Regions from separate parts of the Capsicum annuum genome. Here region 2 is linked to region 1. Evidence: chromatin contacts called from public Hi-C data. All regions are on one chromosome and are shown on one strand. The core of a region is the stretch at or near the end of the contact, and the rest is flanking DNA. Distances in the headings are between cores, read along the strand shown. Region 1 holds the start of LOC107871113 (carboxy-terminal domain RNA polymerase II polypeptide A small phosphatase 1). Region 2 holds the start of LOC107872623 (xylan O-acetyltransferase 1).

The links. Hi-C and Micro-C count contacts between places; a contact is called where the count stands out from the background.
Region 2: a contact with region 1 is called in a Hi-C map of placenta, with 3 times the contacts expected there. The contact joins the promoter of LOC107872623 here to the promoter of LOC107871113 in region 1. A contact is called at or near these places in 2 of 5 Hi-C or Micro-C datasets (leaf and placenta).

Annotation. Positions count from the first base shown.
Region 1 is chr5:203,331,493-203,336,504 of UCD10Xv1.1, forward strand. It overlaps LOC107871113 (carboxy-terminal domain RNA polymerase II polypeptide A small phosphatase 1), which reads right to left and starts at 1,337. Exons shown (of 6, transcript XM_016717914.2): 1 at 798-1,337. The coding sequence starts at 1,148.
Region 2 is chr5:203,519,758-203,524,559 of UCD10Xv1.1, forward strand. LOC107872623 (xylan O-acetyltransferase 1) reads left to right here and starts at 1,730. Exons shown (of 5, transcript XM_016719259.2): 1 at 1,730-2,431; 2 at 2,930-3,101. The coding sequence starts at 1,962.

The DNA.
Region 1 (5,012 bases), core at 87-2,586:
TAATTTAGAAAATGATAGATTTTTCTGTCGGAAACAGTAAATAAAGGAACAAATACTAACTTTTACACTAAATACAGTGATATTTTAACCAGAATTCCGAAACAGCCTCTTGGAAACTGCTAACACCTTAAAATACAACCTAAGACATGAATGAAATTCAGTTATAGAATACATAATACTAAGATTACACAGATTTCGACATTCCTAGACATTCGAGGCTAGAACACTCCAGAATTCCCTTTTCCTTTTTTTCTGAATACCTTCTTCTACTGCCCTGCCCCTTTTTCTACAGAAAAAAACACCCTGAAATAAGTTTGTATAACTTATACTAAGTCTTATTATTGTTTATTTTGCCTCCTGGAATAAGTTTGTATAACTTGAGGCACATCAGAAAATTAGTTAGCTCAACTCTCGAGAAGCAAAACATAACAAACTATTTTCGAACAGATGTATTATCAACGCTTTTACTGTGATCTAATTCAGCTTTAAAAATTAGTTAAATTAACTCTGGAAAAGCAAAACGCGACAACTATTTCAGAACAGAGGTATTATCAACATCAGTAAATGTTAAACTTTACTGTAATCTAATTTAGCTTTGAAAATTAGTTAACTCAGACTCTCGAGAAGCAAAACATAACAACTATTTTCCAACAGAGGTATTATCAACATTTACTGTGATCTAATTCAGCTTTGAAAAGTAGTTAAATTAACTCTAGAAAAGCAAAATACGACAACTATTTTATTTTAAAACAGAAACATTATCAATATCAGTAAATATTAAAGGTCTAAAGCTTTACCGTTAGCCTCTTTAAACGTTCCTCTTCAACACTAATCGGTACACTTCCGCCGTTGATTTTCAGAGCCGACAGAGCGACGGCTGACGGTGGAGATTCTTCCTCCTCCGGCAGCTCAACATCCGGCAACGGTTTAAACTGCGGAGAAGAAGAGAGAAGAGAACTACTATTACGTAGGCCAAAATAGGAGAGAACTTGAGTTACGAAAGGCGTTCCTTTAAGGATCTGGATAAAGATCTGGAAGAAGAAAGCGAGCCAATTTAATAGCGATTTCCAAATTTGTAATGTTCTCGTCGGCGGCGGCGGCTGGGGCGGCGGCGCGTAGACTTGTTTAGCTTGAATTAGCTCCGGCATGATTCCGGTGGCCGGAAAATGAAAATTCGGTGAATTTGTGGAATTACCGGCGAAGGATGGGTACTGTGGAAGTCAAAAATGACAGAATAATGGAGAATTCAAAGTTTTTTTTTTGTTTTTGTTTTTTTGAAGTAGCGATTATGAGTAGATGCGGAGTGTATTATTTATTATTAATACTTAGGATAGGATTATTATTATTCTACCTTAGTAGTTTTCTATTACTTCTATAATATTTTTAAAATATTTAATAATATTAATTTAAAAAATTAATAAATAATTTATTTTATTATTATTTATTATTTGAGACATAAATTTTATTATATTTAAAAAATAATAAAAATAAATTATTTACGTATTATTTTTATTATTTAGGTATTATTTTTGTGTCAAGTCAATACTATTGTTGGGCGGGAGGAGTATTATTATAGTGAAATAGTTATTTGACCAAAAAAAAAGAATTTTGGAGTCGCTCATTTGAATTTAGTGGTTAGTTTGGCTATGAATATATTTAATTTTTTTTATGTTGGATTTTGAAAATTTTCTTCGGAGATAAAAATATGAAAATTTGGATCATTTAATTTGAAGCTAAATTTTAGAATTTGAAAAATACTATTAAAAAGTAATTTTTACTCCAAAGCAATAAAAATAATTATAGTGTATTCATAGTTAAACACAATTCCTCTAAAAGAGATGCAATAAACTTTAATTTGTGAAAAAAATAGAATTAGTTTATCGAGAAAATATCAAAATATGAGACATTAAAATTATACGTATAAGTGCACAGATCTACCTCCAACTTTAAATTAAAAAAAAAAATTGAAATTCTTATATGGCACATATTATTTCTAGAAACATCAATTTCAAATATTCTTTTTGTTTTAATTTATTTATATGATTTGAATTTGATATAATTTAAGAAAGTAACAAACATTTGTGATCTTGTGTTTTAAACATGTTGTTTGGAACAAATAAAAATGGGAGGACTATCAAATTTTACTTTAAAATTTTAAAAACAAAAAATTAAACTTATATGACTTTTTATAATTTTAGCGCCAAACTTCCCTTAAAAAATGAAAAATATTTTCCAAATTTCACAAATTTCAATGCCAAACGAGCCCTTGTATATTGTACGACCGAGAAAGAGAGTATTTGACACGCGATGGGGTGGAGCGGGGGCGGACAATTGCTATTGAAACTCTTTACATGAGACTCTGTGTTATTGGTGTTTTTCTTTATTTTTTTATTTTTTTTGTGGTTCCAAAAACAAAAATTTAACGTTTTTATTGGGAAAAAGAAAAGCTTTTGTCTGAATTGGGAAAGAGGTAGAGGCCTTTTATTTTCTCTTTTTATATATTTTATTTTATTTAAAATTTTGAGAATGTAATGAAAGTGGGATTCTAAAACCAAAGTTTTACCAAAGTAGGAATAAAGTTATGCTTTTTCTCTGGAGTGGATATTAATTAATATAATATACTACCATTTTGAATAATGAATTCAGAAATCATAAATAGGAAAATCATATGTGGTAGTCATGGATTGTGTATATTTTATCCTCAATTATAAAATATATTGGGTATGTTGTTGTAGTAGTAAGATTGTGTCTATTGATATAAATAAAGATGAGACCTGTTAACGGTGAGAAGAATAAAACTATATATATATTGCTTAGATTCTTTAAAAATATTAATAGGTGTGGTCAAATCCTTCAAAAAATAGTATACTTTTTTAAGAATTTGATACGAGAACAAATTTTAATAATTCTAACAACTTAGAATTATACTCTTGACTCCTTTTATTGTTTTGTTTACCTTTCTAGTCCATGTTTGGTAGCTTTAATTTTTGTTGATTGATAAACTATAATAACTGCCTCAGATTTATTAAATGCAACATATCATTTGGAACAAAAAAGATAGTAGTAACATTTGGACCGAATTTAGAAGTAGTTCAACTGTTCACTTTATTTATTATTTTTGTGTACATGAAGTGATCTTATGAGGTAGCGGCTGCATACAATAATTTTTACATTGTAAACAAAGTAAAATTGATGTCTACATATATGTTTTCGAATGTTCTTAACATAAAAGAGAAAATATAGCCTCAAGTTCTGAAATTGACATGAACTTAGGTAGAGAGTTAGTGGATCGTAGATGGTTATCATGTTTTTTAGGGGTTAGGATTGATTGAAATTTTTGTCCGTGTACTGATCGTATTATAACAATTCTTGTTTTTACTATTTATTATTCGTGGTTGTTATTACACTATTTTGATATTTAAAATAAAAAAATAAAAAATTTAGGCTTTGCATTGCTTTATTTGTTACTCTCTTCGTTTTGTATTGGTTGATTTTCTTTCTAAAAATTATTGTTTCAATTTAGTCGTTTAACTTCTAAAATCAAAAGTATTTTATATATATGTGTGTGTTTCCCATTTTACCCTTGATAGGAATGGATATATATTGTTTTGCACTGCTATGTTTTCTTCTTTGTACTTGGACTTACTTATATTTGAGTCGAAAATCTTTCGGAAATACTCTTTACCTCTACGCACATTCAACTCTCCTCAAATTTTGCTTATAAAATTTCACTGAATATATATTTGTAATTAGGGATGGATCTAATAAGATTCGTGAAGATATCACGTCTCTCGCAAATTTCGAGGAAAAATCTTTATATAAGTATATAGTATAGATAATAAACTTGTCACTAGAGAATGGAAGTGGTTTGCAGGGCTAGCGACAAAGGTCTTTTATTTTGCCAAAGGGGCACGGATTTGAAACCCACTGGCAACTTAATTTTGACAAGCTTTATTAATTCATTTTTGTTCTATCCGACAACTTAATTTTGACAAGTTTTATTAATTATTCAATTATGTTTCTTCTTTGACTTTTCTTTTATTTCTTATTAATTATTATTTAAATTAAAAGATGAACACGTAAAAAAATTGTCCATTCCTCTTTCTAAACCGGCTCTATGAACCCATCACACTTCTTACTTCTTCTCTCGTCGTCCACTTCGTGGAATTTCTTTATCAGTCATCATCGGAATCTCATCACTCCGTTGTTTTCTCAATGCATATAACCCTTTGTAATTTTGAACGATATTTTTTTACTTTCCTTTTTAGAATATAAAAGAAAGTCGAAGCAGCCAAAATGGGGGTTCAAAATTGAAAGAGGTAGACACGCGAATTAATCAAAGGGATTCAATATCTACTATATATACATGAAAGTAATTTTAATCAAATATAAATAGTAGTATAACTTTTCACCGAAAAGGTTCGAATGAATCCCTTAGCCATTAGTTGGCGCGCATCTAGAATTTGAAGTCTCTGATTAATTTGATCGATGAATCTACTTAACATCCGAAGTCTCTGGATCCTAAATCCACCTCTAATCATAAAATTACCATATTTTTATAGAAATGAAACTCTAAAACAAAAGGAAAGAACGTGTGATAAATCGAAGGGAAATTGCCTTTGGAAACTTAGCAAAGTTTAGTGAAGCTGCACAGTTATATACTACAGGAAGAACCGGATGAATTTAAAAAATAGACGCAAATTAAAGTGACTTTCAAATTTTAGTCTCAAATAAAAAAAATTCTTTAAAATAGTTTTTTACCTACTAATTAATATTTTTTTTTGGACTAATTGCCCTAATAAAAAAAGTAAACTACATAAATGATCTTCATGATGAATAACATATCGTTCAACTTTTATGTTTTTTATTTTTTATTTTACTTTGATTTTTATTTTTTATTTTAAACTTTCTCAGCCCTTTCTTTTTTCCTTTTTTTCCTCTCAACTTCTTTTTTTATTATTATTATTTTGTCTTTCCTCTCTTTTTTTTTTTAGTTTTTTTTTAGTTTTTCT
Region 2 (4,802 bases), core at 480-2,979, 190 kb after region 1:
AGAATGGACAAATTTGCTTCTTTTTAGAATTTTCAGCTTTTTAACACCTCTTTTTTAAAAAAAAAAAAAATTTCGACTTAGAGAGCCCAAGATTGGTAGTGTAGGAACACAACCAGCCTTATCTCTGATACCAAATGATAACAGAATCAACCCACAACACGAAAACAAGACACAAAACACAAGACAAACCGAGGACCAAAAGGGGAACAAGTCTCGGCCAACAATAATACCACAAGAACGAGATGATACAAGGTGTATTTTACATCAAAAAAAGCCAACAACAAAATGAACACGAGATGATAAGACAACAATAAGAAGATAACAACAATATACGGCTTTACTAGAACAAGAACACAAACACGATTACAAGAAGTGTAAGGATAGGAAGTGAGACATCAACTCTCACATGAACTAAGAACCTAAGTGTATGTCACACACTAAGACCCTTAATACTTGTAATAGGCAACACCAACACTCTTACAATGACACAAGAGGGCATGAACCACTCAAGCACCAAGATTTCTAACAATGTTTGGCAATACTAGTGATTCCACCCTAGCATCACCCTCATTTCGGATTTGGTGGCTTTCCCAAGCCCTAAACTAAGGTGGTACACTCCTCACACTAGAGAGAGTTTGGTTCAAGTGTTACAACTTTCAATATCAATAAACAACTAAAGAAATAAAGACCTAATACTAGCATATTTATAGATTTATAACAACATAAGTAAAATATCCAACAAGCCCTTAATGAAGGGAAGACAAAAGACGCCTATGAAGTGTAGTCCAAGTGTAGTGTATGGACAATTTTTGGTGCATAATTAAGTCCTCTTTGTCTCTTCAATTGCACACACCAAGTCTCGGGTCCAATGCGTACTCTCATAAGCCCATATCCGTGATTATTCTTGTATCACCGGAGCCATATAGGTAAGAGCCATACCATTATCAGCAATCTGATTCTGCGAGAATAAACCAGTCCAGTTTGTATCATCTCTTTTTCTATTCCCCTGCTCCTGGTCCGATTGGGGGCATTCCCCCCTGTTTGAACTTAGACTTAACTTTTGTTGCAGTCCAACTGAACTCGATCATTCTTCCTCTTTCACTACAAGTGCTATCACTTCCTTTCCCTTCAATTTTTGCCTTGCTAGATCTGTGGGTAAAATTGTGTTGTCTTGTTGAGTATCCTCTATTTTAGTACTTTCTGTCAGGGATTCTTGTGTCCTTATTCGTTCCACAGAGTGAGCTTCTTCATAAGTCTATTCAGTAATCTTTCGAGCTTCTCCCTTATTCTTACGTGGTCGACCCTGACCTCGTCTCACCATGGATGCGCACGTTAGCAAAGCAAGCTAAACATGCACTAGAGAGAGAAAATTATTTATTTTTTTGATAAACAATGAAGAATTAAATTTTGAACGGATATTTATAAAAGAAAAAAAGTTGTTGCAAGATGTTTTAGAAATTGTTTGCGTAAATTGCTTGCAAATTGTCTGTTTGATTGCAAATCTAATGAAACCGTTGCAAGGTTTTCAAAAAATTATTGACAACATATCTGCTTGAGCTACTTTCAAACTGTTTATTTAATTTCAAATTTATCCAAAAAATTGTGTAACAGAAATCCACAGTCCATATCTTCTTTTTTTCTTTCTTTCTTTCTTTCTTTTTTTTTTCAACAGAGAAAACAGTAGTTAGTTTTCTAGAGTTGGGGCCTACAGGACCAAAGGAAGTTGTTATAAACAGATAGAAGGTGAGAAAGACATGCTTCCCAATCACCAATACTCAAATCAATTTCTTGCAGAAAATCCCACTTCACCAAAAATCTCATTAAACAAAAATAATAATTAAAAAAAAATAATAACAGAAAAAGACAAAACTTATCCACACGTTAGTATTTCTTTCACTCTTTTTTCTCTTTGTATACATAAATACTATTTTCATGCATTCACACCGACTCAAAATTAGCTAATGCCACTCTTCTCGAAATTATTCAACATGAAACAAAATTTCACAAATGGCTTCAAATTCAACAATTTTCCTATATGCATAGTAGTTTCCTCATTATTCCTCTTTTGGTTCTTCATGTACAGTGAAGATATCAAGTCCATTGCACAATTCCAATTCTCAAACCACAAAATTCAAGAAAATCTTGAAAATTCTTCAAATAAATCAAATGGGGTTCAAGAAAATTCCAAGATTCTAGGAGAACATAGCAAAAGTTCATCTATTTTGATAAATTCAGAGGAGAAAATTGAATTGCTACCAGAAAGTTGTGATATTTTTAAAGGTCAATGGGTATATGATAATGTTACACATCCAATTTATAAAGAACAAGAATGTAAGTTTCTCACAGAACAAGTTACTTGTTTGAAGAATGGAAGAAAGGATTCTTTGTATCAGAATTGGAGGTGGCAGCCTAGAGATTGTTCTTTACCCAAGTAATTACTCCATCCATTTTAATTTATTTTATTACTTTCATTTTTAGTATCTTTAAAAAAGAAAGAATGTCACTTTTTTTTTCATTTTTATTTTATTACTTTCATTTTTAGAGTAGTACCTTTAGAAAAGAAAGAATGTTGCTTTTCTTTTTGACAATTCTTTAATTTTTATTTTTTACACAATATGTTTAAAAGGCCACAAAATTAACGACGTTTTAATAATTCTACTTTGTCTTTTTACTTGGGTCCTATATAAAAAATACTTGAACCCTTAAAGGTGTATTAGGTTAACATGAGTTAAGAAATATAAAACAGAGGGAGTACATTATACATATCTTAATTTTCTATTTTTTTTTTTTTAACTCCATATCAAGTCAAAATCATATAAATAAGTTACAATGGAAGGATTAATAAACAAAAATCATTATTGAATTATCGATAAAGCTTTAACTTTTTTTTCTTTTTCTGAATACCATGTTTATGTGATCAAATTTTCAGGTTTAGACCAAGATTGTTACTTGAAAAGCTGAGGAATAAGAGATTAATGTTTGTTGGAGATTCATTGAATAGAAACCAATGGGAATCTATGATTTGTTTGCTTCAATCTGGGGTTCCTTTCAGCTGGAAAAAATATAAAAAGATTGGCCATTTATCAGTTTTCATGATTGAGGTATCTATGATTCTCTCTTTTTTCATTTTGAGTAGACTTGTTTTCCCTTTAATCAGCTGGAATTCGAAATCTATTGATCAGACTAATGAGATTCGCGTGACGAAGAAAATTCAACACAATAAAAAAATAAGATACTCGAATCAATCACGACTATCATAATTTGGAGGGAGAAGAAACCTTTTGGTGGCCGCTCTCTTTCAGAATTCAGTAATTTTAGCTCGAATTCTTTTTATGTGCTAAAAATTCCACTAGAAGTATAAATAATTGATCTTAATGGTAGAATTTAAAATTCAAATTCATAAAGTTGAAGTTTTGAATTCTTTTCAAGAATGATATATGAAGGATAAGTACTTAACAAAATGATTATGTTTAATTGGTACAAGAGGAATTCTCCTTTTAGGATGTTAAGACTCTAATGATACTTCATAATTACTTGTAATGAACATGGGATAGTAGTTTTGACTTTTTGATTATATGTCAAATCAATGATTTAGCATCACTTAATTAGATAACCTATAAGTAGGAAAATGGACTAATTTGCTATATTTAAGCCATATTTTCACCTATTACTTGTGACGTGTGAGTTTGCTTATCTATATTTTGCAAGTTTCCCTTATTACTTGAAACTATTAGTCACACTCTAAAAGGTTTATGTTAAAGCTTGTCAATTAATTTATTCTTTCTATATTCTTTTTAGTTCGTTTATAAAAAAATATTTTTTGCTGATTTAACAAATTTTTAATTTTAACATTCGCACGATATATTTAAAATCATAAAATTAGAAAAAAGCTACACAAACTATCCATAAACACCAAATATTTACCCATGTTTCCCATATTAGAACTAATTACACCCAAATTTATTACACACATATCCAACCATAATTTTGATTACCACCGCTTCTTTCTAGTGCTTATCCAATTTCCAATCTACCTAATTTAATTTGTCTTTAAACTGCAAAAGCTTTAATTCTTTTTGATGCTTTACTTATTTTGTCTCTTTTTGTTTTTTCTTTATAAATATTAAAAGATAAAATATAAAAATAAATATTATCTAATTATGTCTAGACCGATGAAAATATGACTCTATTTTAAAATAATTTTCACAAGTAAGACTGGCTAAAAATAATATAAAAATTAAAATATGTTTTGAATTTTTTTGTAGTTTTTTTCTTTTAAAGGAAGGAACCACATTTTTGTTATTATTTTCACAAAAATTACCTTAATAAAATTGATATATCAAAATTAAGCATACGTTTATGATACCTTATCGGTATATGATAAACTGCAAATTGTCTCATTGAAGGACTGAAATGTCTTATCGAAGACTGAAGCATACCTGAATAATATCAAGCAAATATAAATATGTTGTGATGGTATCATGCTTAGAGGTCTAAGAACTAAGAAGTGTCTTATTAAAACACTAAAATATACCTTAATGATACCATGCCAGTGAAAGTAGATTTAATGATAGTATGCTAGTAATAGAGAATAGGGGAGTGGTTATTATAGATATATTATCATGGCATCATATTTAAGATCACAAGATTAGTAGAAATTGATATATTACATGTATCTTTAATAAATAACCACAAGACTAAAATCTTTCTTTACATTCTTAAATTTTATACTTTAATCAAGCAAAAATAAACAAATTAAAATAGAAGAAGTAATATTTTTCTTATTTAATTAAAGTAGTTAA